2 separate regions of the Mus musculus genome follow, and region 2 is linked to region 1. A link is a contact called in public HiChIP or PLAC-seq data. All regions are on one chromosome and are shown on one strand. Each heading gives the region's core, a stretch centred on a gene start, on an enhancer-like site or on the middle of the called end of the contact. The rest is flanking DNA. Distances are from core to core; before and after follow the strand shown. Region 1 has its middle 33 kb from the start of Gm24212. Region 2 has its middle 120 kb from the start of Gm24212.

Evidence for each region. HiChIP or PLAC-seq counts read pairs in DNA pulled down with a chosen protein or histone mark.
Region 2: a contact with region 1 is called in an H3K4me3 HiChIP or PLAC-seq map of the SCID.adh cell line, with 5 times the contacts expected there. The contact joins two enhancer-like sites. A contact is called at or near these places in 1 of 39 promoter capture datasets (liver), 1 of 15 datasets of contacts at CTCF or cohesin (embryonic stem cells), 67 of 484 Hi-C or Micro-C datasets (DN2 thymocytes, DN3 thymocytes, ECoMG myeloid progenitors and 33 more), 7 of 115 datasets of contacts at active chromatin or transcription factors (the SCID.adh cell line, bone marrow-derived dendritic cells, embryonic limb bud and 3 more) and 1 of 9 other capture datasets (embryonic stem cells).

What each region holds. Positions count from the first base shown.
Region 1 is chr8:89,631,629-89,637,246 of GRCm38.p6, forward strand. No RefSeq gene overlaps it. Among named protein-coding and RNA genes, the nearest start is that of Gm24212, 33 kb to the right of the region's middle. Within about 2 kb of position 3,098, at least 1 of the 459 cell types and tissues checked has an H3K27ac peak or open chromatin away from gene starts, as enhancers often do. A contact at or near this core is called in the SCID.adh cell line, where this site is marked.
Region 2 is chr8:89,781,075-89,786,492 of GRCm38.p6, forward strand. No RefSeq gene overlaps it. Among named protein-coding and RNA genes, the nearest start is that of Gm24212, 120 kb to the left of the region's middle. Within about 2 kb of position 2,612, at least 2 of the 459 cell types and tissues checked have an H3K27ac peak or open chromatin away from gene starts, as enhancers often do. A contact at or near this core is called in the SCID.adh cell line, where this site is marked.

The sequences.
Region 1 (5,618 bases), core at 1,848-4,347:
GGAGGTTTCTGCTCTTGCCATTGAATATCCAACAAGAGGCCTGAAAGCAATGGATCTACCCGATTATGGATTTGAGTCCTAAAACCACAAGTCACCAGAAACCTTTCCTAGAAGTTGCTTCCCTGGTAGTTTGCTATAGTAACAGAGGGCTGGCTAGTGCAGCCTGCTCTAGTTCAGGAAACCCCTTATGTCATACATTCTATTGTAGAAGGGACTTCAGTTTATTTGTCCTATTCAAGGGCAGGTATAGACCATTAGTCTCCATCGTTACAATTCATGGTGAATGACAATTAGTCTTAGGTGATGTACTTGGTCTTGAGTGGCAGGGTGAAGCCAAACACAAGCTCATTCAGTTTCCTGGAAGACAAGCAGTGATGGGGTCCAGTTCATTTCACTTAATACACTAGAATATCTTTTGGAGGAGAAATTTGAAAGCAGACCAGGGCTTCTCCAACTTCCGAATGGGCTCTGCTCCATGTGTGCCCCTAGCCCAGACCAGAGTGCCATGGGTGGCCGTTAATATGTTATTTCCCTTCCCTGTATCACAATATAAAGGGCTTTAGCAGCGACCTTTCTATCAAAACATCCTTTGTTTAGAATGAAAAGCCATTCACGGGGAGAGCCTTATCTAGGGGGTTTACGCAGAGGATCAAATCCAAAGAGTGAGATTCGTTTACTTTGTATTAAATGAACTTGGTTAAGGAGTCTCGATTTTGGCAGAAAGGAACATTAATCAGAGCTGCAGAACAGATCTCTCTTTTCACAGCTCCTGGTTTACTTTCAGGAAAGTTACACAGGGAGCCTTTTGTTCCCCCCAGAGTAGCACTGTATTTAAATACAGTAAATATAGCAAAATTGCCTTCTTAAAATGACACAAGAGTCCCTCCAGCGCAGGGCGCCCATAATGGCCTCAGTGTTGCGGGACCAACTTCACGGCTTTGGAAAGCCTCTCAATTGGCTTGGACAGATGGGCTTTATCCTGTGGAAATCAATGAGTTTTTGTGAGTTTGACTTAATTTTTATGCAGCTAGCACTTTGAGATGAAATTAAAATATGTATGAAAACCATATTAAAGTTTCCCTTGGGTCCGGAGCTGTTTGTACATTTACAAGGTGTTAAAGAGATGATTTAAAAAACTAACTCTGTAAGGGATCAATGCAAGCGGACCATGATTTATAGTCTTCCATGACATTTTTGACACTTTGGGCTTAATGTCTTGTGTGTGTTGAACCACTAATTATCTTTTAATTCATAAGGGCTTCGTGGTATTTTATAAGTGTAATATAATATACAGGACCGTATCATATAGGAAAGCTCAGAGAACAACTTGCTTTACATGCTTGCCTGAGTGGGGAACACGTGTAAGCAAATTTGGGCCGAACGGACCTGGATGAAAAGGCTTCCTCATAGCGTTGTAAAGCTGGCACATGGCTTTTACCTGCCCCGCTCTAGAGACGTCAGAGATTTCCCTTCTTAAAGGTGAGTGTGGATATTAAGACTGTCAAAGATTCCAAGTTATTAGAGTAGAAACCAAGGCAAACAGTAGCTGTGACAGAGTAGGTGCCCAGGAAAGATTTTTGGAATGAGTACAGAATGTGTAATTATGTATTCATACATAATTATAAATTATACATGGTAATGTATTATGTAAACAAAGTATTTTGATCCCACTTTTTTTTTCTGGAATCAAATGTCTTTCAAATTGGAATTCTTCATCAAAGTTCAATGAACTAGAAAAGTATCTTAGCAGGTATCTTAAAGAAACAAAGGGTATTATTGTTATGGTAACATCCGGGATGCCCAGTCTAGCTAGAGGATATCAAGATCTGTCCCAGAAATGGGGACCAGGAAAATTTCAGCTGAGACCCAAAGCCAGAGAGAATATGGTCGTGTTCCCATTGTATAGATGTAGGAATGACACGAGAGCTGGCCTGAAACCTGATTTCACCTTGTAGTTCAGAGTGAGATCAGCTTTAGGGCCAGCTTTTGAGAGCTGACTACTGAAACCACTTGGAAAGAAATTCCTGACCTAGTATCAAACCTGAAGTGATAACCTGCCTGTGGGTGATGCTGCCTTTGGCACTAGTCCTGATCAGTGGTCTCTGCCTTTAGAGTTATAAAGAAACCTGTTCTCCAGGGCTTCTAAGGAGTTTGCTAGCTCATCTTGTCAGCTATGGAAGCAGCGCCCAGGGTAAGGACCAGTGAAGAAGACGATGACATCTTCTCGATGCGTTTTATTGCCGTTGGCCATTCCTATACGATTTACTTGTATTCTATGGAAAAGGACAGGCTTAGGTTGCCTGAATTACCCCTCCTCAGACCCTATGACTTCTGAGTTAGAAAGCACAGCTGTGGGTAGGAGGTAACAGAAAAGGAAGGCATGTCATTTGTACCATATCACCATTGACTTATGGAGGGAGCTAACACCAGATTGATAAATTTCAAGGATAATCTTATTCAATAGCTGAACAACCTTCAAAGACAAAGATTAATATCAAACCCATAATATGGGATATTGCAGTCATGGGGGCTGAGTGCCTGCCGTTGGTTAAAAAGTGAGAGGTTGAGGCAAGAAGACTGACCATATGCCATTATCCTTACCACCTCATTGTCCGGCCTTTAACTCCATGCTTGAGCTCAGCCTCTGAACCCTGAGGTAAGAGCAGCCCGAGAGGCCGGGGCTCTAACAGCTAGGCTGGAGAAGTCAAGCACGAGCCTGGATTGCCACAGCACAGGGTACCTGTTATGTCTTGTGAAGCATAAAGTGATGCAGACAGAAAGGGAGCGTGTCCCCTGGTGGGGATGTGATTTCTGGGGGCAGAAGGGACACAGATTTATAGAGCAATGCATCTAGAAGTGTTTGGATGACAATCACACGAACTCAACTGATCGTGCCGTTAAACTGAGTCACTTCGAACATAAACCTGTCTCTGTGCCTGGGCTATAAAGTATGGGACAAAACAATGCCCATGCATCTGAAAGGTGCCCTAGCTTGATGTAAAGACACATTGTAACCCAGCAAAGAGCAGATAGACCCTGCTCACCAAGCAACTGAGTTGCAGCCTATCACAGCAGCCAGACTTCTGCCAATCACAGACTGGCAGCTGCTAATCAACAATGTCCACGTTGCTTCTGTGGATCATTTCCTCTCCGCTGGCTGTGAATATGATCTGCACAGGGGTGGGGTGGCATTTGGAACTAGCTTTGGTCTGGAATACTCATGTGTATTCCACATTATTTTCTTATTCCAGTAAATTTTGTGAAATAACCCGCAACTAAGATTTTTCTCTAATAATGCCATCTATCTTTCTCACGAAAAAAAAAATATTGGGACTGTCACCCCTCCTCAATGACACTACTAGCTACCAGGCCTTTCTGAGACCTTCCCTTCTCTTCCCCTGGCCTGTGGCTTTTGTGGTCTGCTTGCAAGATGGCTTTTGTCCCTCTAGGCCTTGTAGTTCCACTAAGACAGAAGAGGAAGAGGGGGAAAGAGAAAGAGGAGGAGGAGGAGAAAAGAAAGAAGAAGAGGAAGAGGAGGCAACATGCAAGTCCACAACATGCAAAGGAGAAAATACCAGACTCTTCAAAATGACTGCACTATTTTCAACTCTCTTCATAGTACAGGTGTTTCTGTTGCTGGGCAGTTTTTAGCTTGATGGCTTGGACATAAGTGCGGGTCTGTTGATAAAAGGATAGCAGTGATCGAGGGTACTGCAAACCACAAAGATGGAATGGATATAAGCAAAACAGGGAGTTCACAGATGGCAGGGGGGCCACAGGGGTAAGGGGAGGTGGAGCAGTAGAACTCTAGGCTAAAGTGGGAAGTCGTTGAGTGGGACTTGAGTGTGGGACTTGCTTGCCAGCGTTACCTTTATTCTATAAAGAGCAAGAGAGTGTTGGCAATTTGTGTTTTCTTTGATCTTTGATGAGCTAAGATTTATGTACAACAAATTTAAATTTTAAAAACACAACTTGCTGAGTGTTTATATATGCACAAGACCCCCAAATCATCCCCTCAATCAAGATAACATATTTCCACCCCCAGGCTTTGTATGATCGTCTTTCTAATCCATCCTTTACCCCACACCCACTTTATAAAATTCTTGAGATCAACCCATACTACAGCAAAAATAATTTTTTTTTTTTTTACAATGAGGAAGATTTTGTCCAACTTGCCAGTTCCAGCTGTAAGAAACTTGCTGTAACCTGCATGGACAAGCGTTTGTGTGGACAGACTCCTTCATTTCTCCTCAGTGAATGCCTGGGAACTAAAAAGACTGTATCACAGATGAGCTTCCCTTTCCAAAAAGTGACCACATGGATTTCTAAAGTGCCACCACGGAACAGTGTTCTGTCTACAGGATATGTTGTGATTTCTCATTATAGTTTTAAGATGAAACTCCCTGAAAAGCAGTGGTGGGTGACATGTGACTGACTACTTTTATGTCTTCTTCGTTGACTCCATTGAAGCATCTGAACTTTTTCTTTGCAGGATGCGGAGGCTCACGCTTTTAGTGCCAGCACCAGGGAGGCAGTGGCAGGAGGATCTTTGTGAGGACAGCCTGGTTTATGCGATGAGTTCCAGGATAACCAGGGACAAACAGCGAGATTTTGTCTTAAAAGTAGATAAAAAAAAATAAAAGAAGTTTGGCTGTAGCTAAAAAGTCAGATTTTCCATCTTCTTGCCATTCATATATTCATCATAAATTGTGGACATCAATCTTTAGAGTGAAATACATGATAAAGTGTCCTGCTCTGTTAGAGCTGTCCTCGTGTTCTCTTAAAAGTCTCCCCTGAAATGTATTTTAATTTTATGGATTGTCAACTGTTTCTGGTTTCCACTGTTTGTGTTTCATAGAAATACATGTGCGGATCAAAGTCTCAAAGAGTTTTTTCTAAGAACTTTCTAGTTTTACATTTTTACATTTCACTTCAAATTTGTGTTAATTTTTATAAATAGTGTGGGGTAGAGGTTCTTTTTTTCTTTCAAATAAAAATTCTATTGATTTAACATTATCTATTCCAAAGACTGTCTTTGCTCCTTCAAATGGCCTTAAAACTTCTGAAGAGAAACTCCTGGTTTGCGCATGTGCATGTATGCGTTTCTGAAATCTCTAGCCTTTTTCATTAATCTCCGTGTTATATATTTGCCAACAGCAAACTTCTTATGATAGTAAATCTCATCAGAAAAAAAAATATCTCATCCATATCACCTTTTCTTTCTAACTTAAAATTAATTTTGGTTTTGTTTTGTTTTTACTGATACAAGAGGATTTTAAAATGTTTATTTATTCTTCTCTCATGCAATACAACCAAAGGCAGCCTCCTCTCCTTCTACTTCTTCTACTTCTACCTGTCCTCTCCCCTGTATCCACTGCGCCTCCATTTCCCTTCAGAGCAGGCCTTCCAGTGATGCCCATGAGACACGGCATAGCAAGGTGCAGTTGGACGGATGTAAACCCTCATCAAGCCTGGATGAAGCAACACAGTAGGGGAAGAAGAGACCCAAGAGCAGGCAAAAGGAGTCAGATTTGCTAACCCACAAACACTCCAAGCTAAACATCTTCTGCATGTATGCAGAGGACCTATTACAGACCAATGCAGGCTCCAGGATTGCT
Region 2 (5,418 bases), core at 1,362-3,861, 150 kb after region 1:
GCCCAGGGGCTGCAGCAAATTCCTGCTTAGCCCTTAGCCCTGGGAAAGCACTGCTCCTGTGCAGGACATTTGCTTTGTTTGTTGAGTCACGTGGGCTGTCTCTGTCTTCATGCACAAAACCTAGGCAGTCTGGATGATAGGTTCCTGGGTGTGTGGAGCAGATCCTGATAAACGAGGAAGAAGATTCCTGGAGTGCCACTGTTTGGGTTTGGCCCTTAAAGTGAGCAAACCCTGGGCGGACAATACTTCTTTTGTTTAGTGAATGTTGCCAGCCTCTGCAGCCATCTCCACTAGTGGATTTGTGAGAGGGAACACGGTGCAGGGGTGGGGGATAGTGTGTGTGTGTGTGTGTGTGTGTGTGTGTGTGTGTGTGTGTGTGTGTGAAACATGGGCTTTCTCTTAGTTTGCAAACTGTTCCAGTGTTTCATGTGACAGCAAATTCTAGCCGTCCCATCTGCCATCTCTAAGTTCCTGAATGTAGCTCCCTCAGATGGCACAAAAGAGTCTGGTGCCTCAGCTCCACCCACTGCCATTGCCCATTTCTTTTCTTTTAGGTGTCGAGGATTTGAGGCTAACCTCTGCTTTGTTCAATTATTCTATTCTCCTTTGCTTCTCTTTGCGGTGGGTGGGATTGAACCTGGGAACTTGGTGAGTACATTTCTACTAAGGTGCATCCCTAACCAATGCTAGGCTACTTACTGGGAAACCTGTACCACTCCCTCTCTTGTCCTCTGCACCCAACCAGCCAGGTAAGTGGGAAGGCAGGATGCCAGATGAATGGGGAAGACATGTCCCTCAGATGCTGAAAAGGCAGAAGGGGATGAGTGCTGCTTGGCGGTGGGGTGGGGTGGGGTGGGGCACACACCTTCCTTCTGTGCCATGCCAGTCCTGAAGCTGGAGAACTGGTTTTCTGCTGCCAAGCATCTTCTCTCCAGCCGCACAGGGAGTGCTCCCTGAAGAGGCAGTTCCTTCGTTCGTGTCAGAGTCCAGAAAGAAGCTTCCAGTTCAGGTAGACAACGCAAGCATGAAAACAATTAGGTAATTAAGCACACCTGTCCTTCCTGGTTAGCATTAATCCAACCTGCTGCCCAGCCTGGAATCAGCTAGAGGATTTGAATCTCTCGGTATTTGTTTCGTCTTCTCCATTTCTCTCGCTGCATCTTCAATGCTGGCTGGCTTTTTGCGGCTCAGTCTTATTCTGTCAAGGCGTTCCTTCCTTCCTCCTTTGACTAGTACAAAATTAAGTACATGAATTAAAAAAAAAAAAACCTACCTGGCTAAGTGTGTACCTGAGAAGTGGCGCTTGCTCAGTGTGCATGAACCCTGGATTCTGCATCTGGCTCTGCTAAACAAATTATTAATGTAAGATAAACATCCTTACCATATTTTTAAAAAAAAATCACGGCCTCATTTTTCTGTCTGCTCAGGGCAAAATCTCATGTCAAACCCTCTTTGGCTGCTCCTGTCAACATCAAATCAAGCCCCTTATTTAGAAGTTCGCCTCTCCTCTTTCAAGCCTTTGATATATATCCTCTCCCCAAACCCCATCCCTAACTTTTCCTATTTTCCACTGCCTTCCTGTGCCCCTAACTCACGTTGCCAGGGTAACTAGAAAGATCTCAGACCCTCCCCCAAAGATCCAGTGCCCGTTTGTACTCTGACTTGACATCCTCCCCCTCGTGATGCAGAAAGATCTCATGCATTCAAGCAACTGAGCAGAAAATGTGTATACAGATAGGGGAGAGAGAGAGTTATCCCCAAGCAGGATAGCCGTACAGAAGGCAGGCAGTTAGATAGCATGGGGACTTCAGGAGGAAGAAGAGCAGAAGATCAAAGAGTCCAGCTTCTATGCCCTTGCTTCCTTCCCTTTGCTCCTCGGTAGGAAAATTAGATCCTGCAGTAACCATATTCATCGTGGCAATTTCCATACACATCCCAGTTTATAAGATCCCCAGAGGAAGGTAATTAGCACACTCTGTTCTTCGCTCTGTGTTCCTTTCTCTCCTTCCTGCTGGAGATGGAGCCAATGTGTCCCATGGCTAGGAACTTGCACACATTCCCACGTGTGTAATTGGCAAATTCCTGGGGCCTCGGTTTCTGTCGCCTAGAACGTGACTGCTCTCCTCACTTGAATCCCTCTCCCATAGCCCAGCTTTCCAGTCTAGAAGATGCTTCCACCATTCCACCATCTCCTCTCTCCTGTCTCTGCCACATTCTCACCCAGAGTTTAAGCAAATAGCATGGCCTGGTCTTTGCTTCACTGACATTAGGCAAATCATCCATGTTAATGCAACAGGGACAGAGAGACAAGGGCAATGAGGACAGGCGGACATCAGGATGAGTACAGCAAGAAAAACACAGCTCATGCCAGCGGGTTTTAAAAATCAAAATCCCCCGTTCTTCCAGAATGCCACCACACACACAATGCTATCATGCCCCCATCCCTAAACATGAGCAGGAAGGATCGGGACTTGTGAACTTGACTTATAACTTAGGTTATAGATTCTGAGCTTTAAGCTAGAACATGTCTCAGAAGCTGGATTGAACTTAAATACATCTCTAAAAAAAAAATCTTGTAGACTAGATTCCCAAGATTTTAAAACGAGACTCTGCTTTTTGCCTTCCAGTCTTCTGAAACTGGATTGTTTTACCTAGAAGTTTTCTTCAATCCCCGCCCCCCTCGCCCTTCTTTCTTCTTAAAAGGCTGTTATTGAATCAATTGTGTGTCTCCCTGTCAGCGATGTCTTAGGATCAGGAGAAGAGGGAGCACACTTGCATGAAATGCGACTATGGGTGTGTACAGCTGTGTCTCTGGGGATAGCCATTCAGTGCCCCCCCCCCTTTGCTGTGAAAAGCACAGCAACTCAGCTCTGAGGTCCTGGGAGAGCCTTTGGGGCAGACGCTGACAATGTTCTCAGAGAATCAGCTCCCTACAACACTCAAAGTCTATTCTAAAGCAAGAAACACAACTAAAACTCATGCCAAGAAAAAGCTACTTTTGCTTGGAGGGGGGGTGGTGGCTCAGTGGTAGAGGGCTTGCCTTGCCTAGCAATCTCTAGAGTCTGGTTTGCTCCTCAGTGCAGGGAGGGCATTGAAGAAGAACAAATAAATACGGTGGTGACTATGATTTTGTGTATACAGAGGCTCAGAAGAGACCCACTGAGCACCTGAGCGCTTTATGGTCCTTGATGCTCTCTGAGCTTCAACTGTGTTGCCATTCTTATTAGGGACACCCAGTCCAGATACTGAGCTATGTGTAGGGGGTGTACACCCTGCAAGCGAAGAGATGCCTCATCTTTCAAACAGAATTTCTATACAGATTCCTAACCTCACCTCCCTGAGTTTTACACTGCATTTTATCAGTTTATAAATTTGCACGGTGCCTCTGCACCAGGAAGAGGGGGCAGATAATCAAACCTACGGGCGTTTTACACTCAGACACTGAAAAATAAAGACCATTAGTAAAAAGTATAATTAAATTAAAATGCCAACTCACCAAAGAAGTTCCACAAACGGGAAATACATCAAAGCGTGATAATACAAATGGGCTATTTCTCAGGGTTCGAGGATGTCAACGGAATAAACTTGGATCTTCTGCTGACTTTTCATGGCCAGTATAAGGGAATAGCTTAAAAGTAAATTGCCACAAAAGTTACCTTCAACCAGAGATCATGTGGGCAGTGGTTTTACCCTGATCATTCCCTGAGTCTGGGGATCCCAAGGTCTGGGAGACTGGGGGGCTGGGGGGTAAACAAAATCTCATAAAACCCAGTTTCTTCTTTTGGGCAAGTTGGCTGGCCCCCAAGCCTCAGAAGAAAGTTTCATTAGTCATTGGATCTATTTTCTCAGGTCCATTCAGTCTAATTTATTTTGAACGCGTGTTTGCCAGTCAGGTTTAACATAGCTGAGTATTCTCTGTAAGCAATCTCATAATGAGGCCGCAATTCTTTGTAGAATATTGAAAATGACTGTTGGCATGCAAGTTCGTTTTCTTAATTCCTCTTTTAGAGTGCAAATAACCTTTGAAAACCTGCTTCTAGGTGTTTATGTGTCAGGACAGTATCAAAAATTATTCAATTGCCAAATCACATGTCAACACGTCTACAACCAAGCCAGGGACTATCCCAATTCCCATTACTCTGCTGCCCTCTAGTGGGCAATTCAAAAACCGTGCCTTCGTTTTCTTTTTCAGTCCCGAGTGAGCATGTGGTATAAGACATTCAGACTTGTATGGTGCCACAAAGGTAAATAGAACATTAGAAGTTGTAAATATAAATAACAAGGAAGCAGGGACCCAGATGAGATCCATGGGAGGTGTAGTCACTGCGGCACAGTTGGCAACAATTTTCTAAGAGTTTACCTAAGAATCAACTACAGCCAATAAAGTACCATTGGGACCAAAGCTTCTGGCTTGTCCAGTGTTCAAAGACTCTGTTGAGGAGACTGTGCCCAGAGGAACTTAGGTGATCGTTCAGATTATTTCCTTTAGAGCTATAAGAATGTCATATTCCAGAATGTCGAAGGTAGACGGGGACATTTAAGAATCTATGCATCCCAACACTTCTTGGATAAAAGGGGATGATTTGAAGTGCCAATAAAAAATATGCAGAACTTTAGTTGCATTAAGGAAAAGTTATTGAGTACACAGCAGCACAGAGGTGTGAAGTGTGATGATGGCTTGCGGGTGACATGCAGACTCATCCATCACATGCTGAGATGGAAGCTGGTAAGGTTTAATTGTGAAGTTTCTCCCTGAAGGCTCCTGTGTTAAAGGCTTGTGCGCTGGTGAGCCATCACGGAGAGGCAACTGGCTTGTGGAGCTTCTGACGTCTTCAGAGAAAGCCGATCGGCACTAGCCATCGAGCTTTGATGTCTTTGAAGGCCATCTTGCCCCTGATCCCTTCCTGTTCCTCTCTGCTCCCTGGCTGTTCAGAGTTCAGCAGTCTCCTTATCTGACACCCAGCCATTTTCACAGTGTCTCCCTCGCCTCAGACCAAAAGCAATGGAACAGATAGTCTGAAACCTCTGTCCTCATGAGCCAAAGATCAGGAACCCACAGTTACCAAGTAGCAAAGGCAACCAGATCCCGGCATCTATAATTTACAAACCAATACTCTATTAATTATGGTGAGGGTGTAGGGTGGCATTTGCTTCGTTTTATCTGTGTTCTTGGTGGGTTCAGGGTGCCACGGCTCATGAGTGGAGGTGAGAGGACAATGTTTGTGAGTCAGTTCTCTTCTCCCACTAGCATAGGTCCTGGCACTCAACCTCAGGTTGAAAAGCTTGGCAGCAAGACCCTCTACCCACTGAGCCATCTTGTCAGCCCCTGTCCCAGTACAGTGTTAAGAACTAAAAATTATGAATATGATTATTGTTACTGTTGCTATAGCAAGCACTCTGGGATACACTTTTATAATA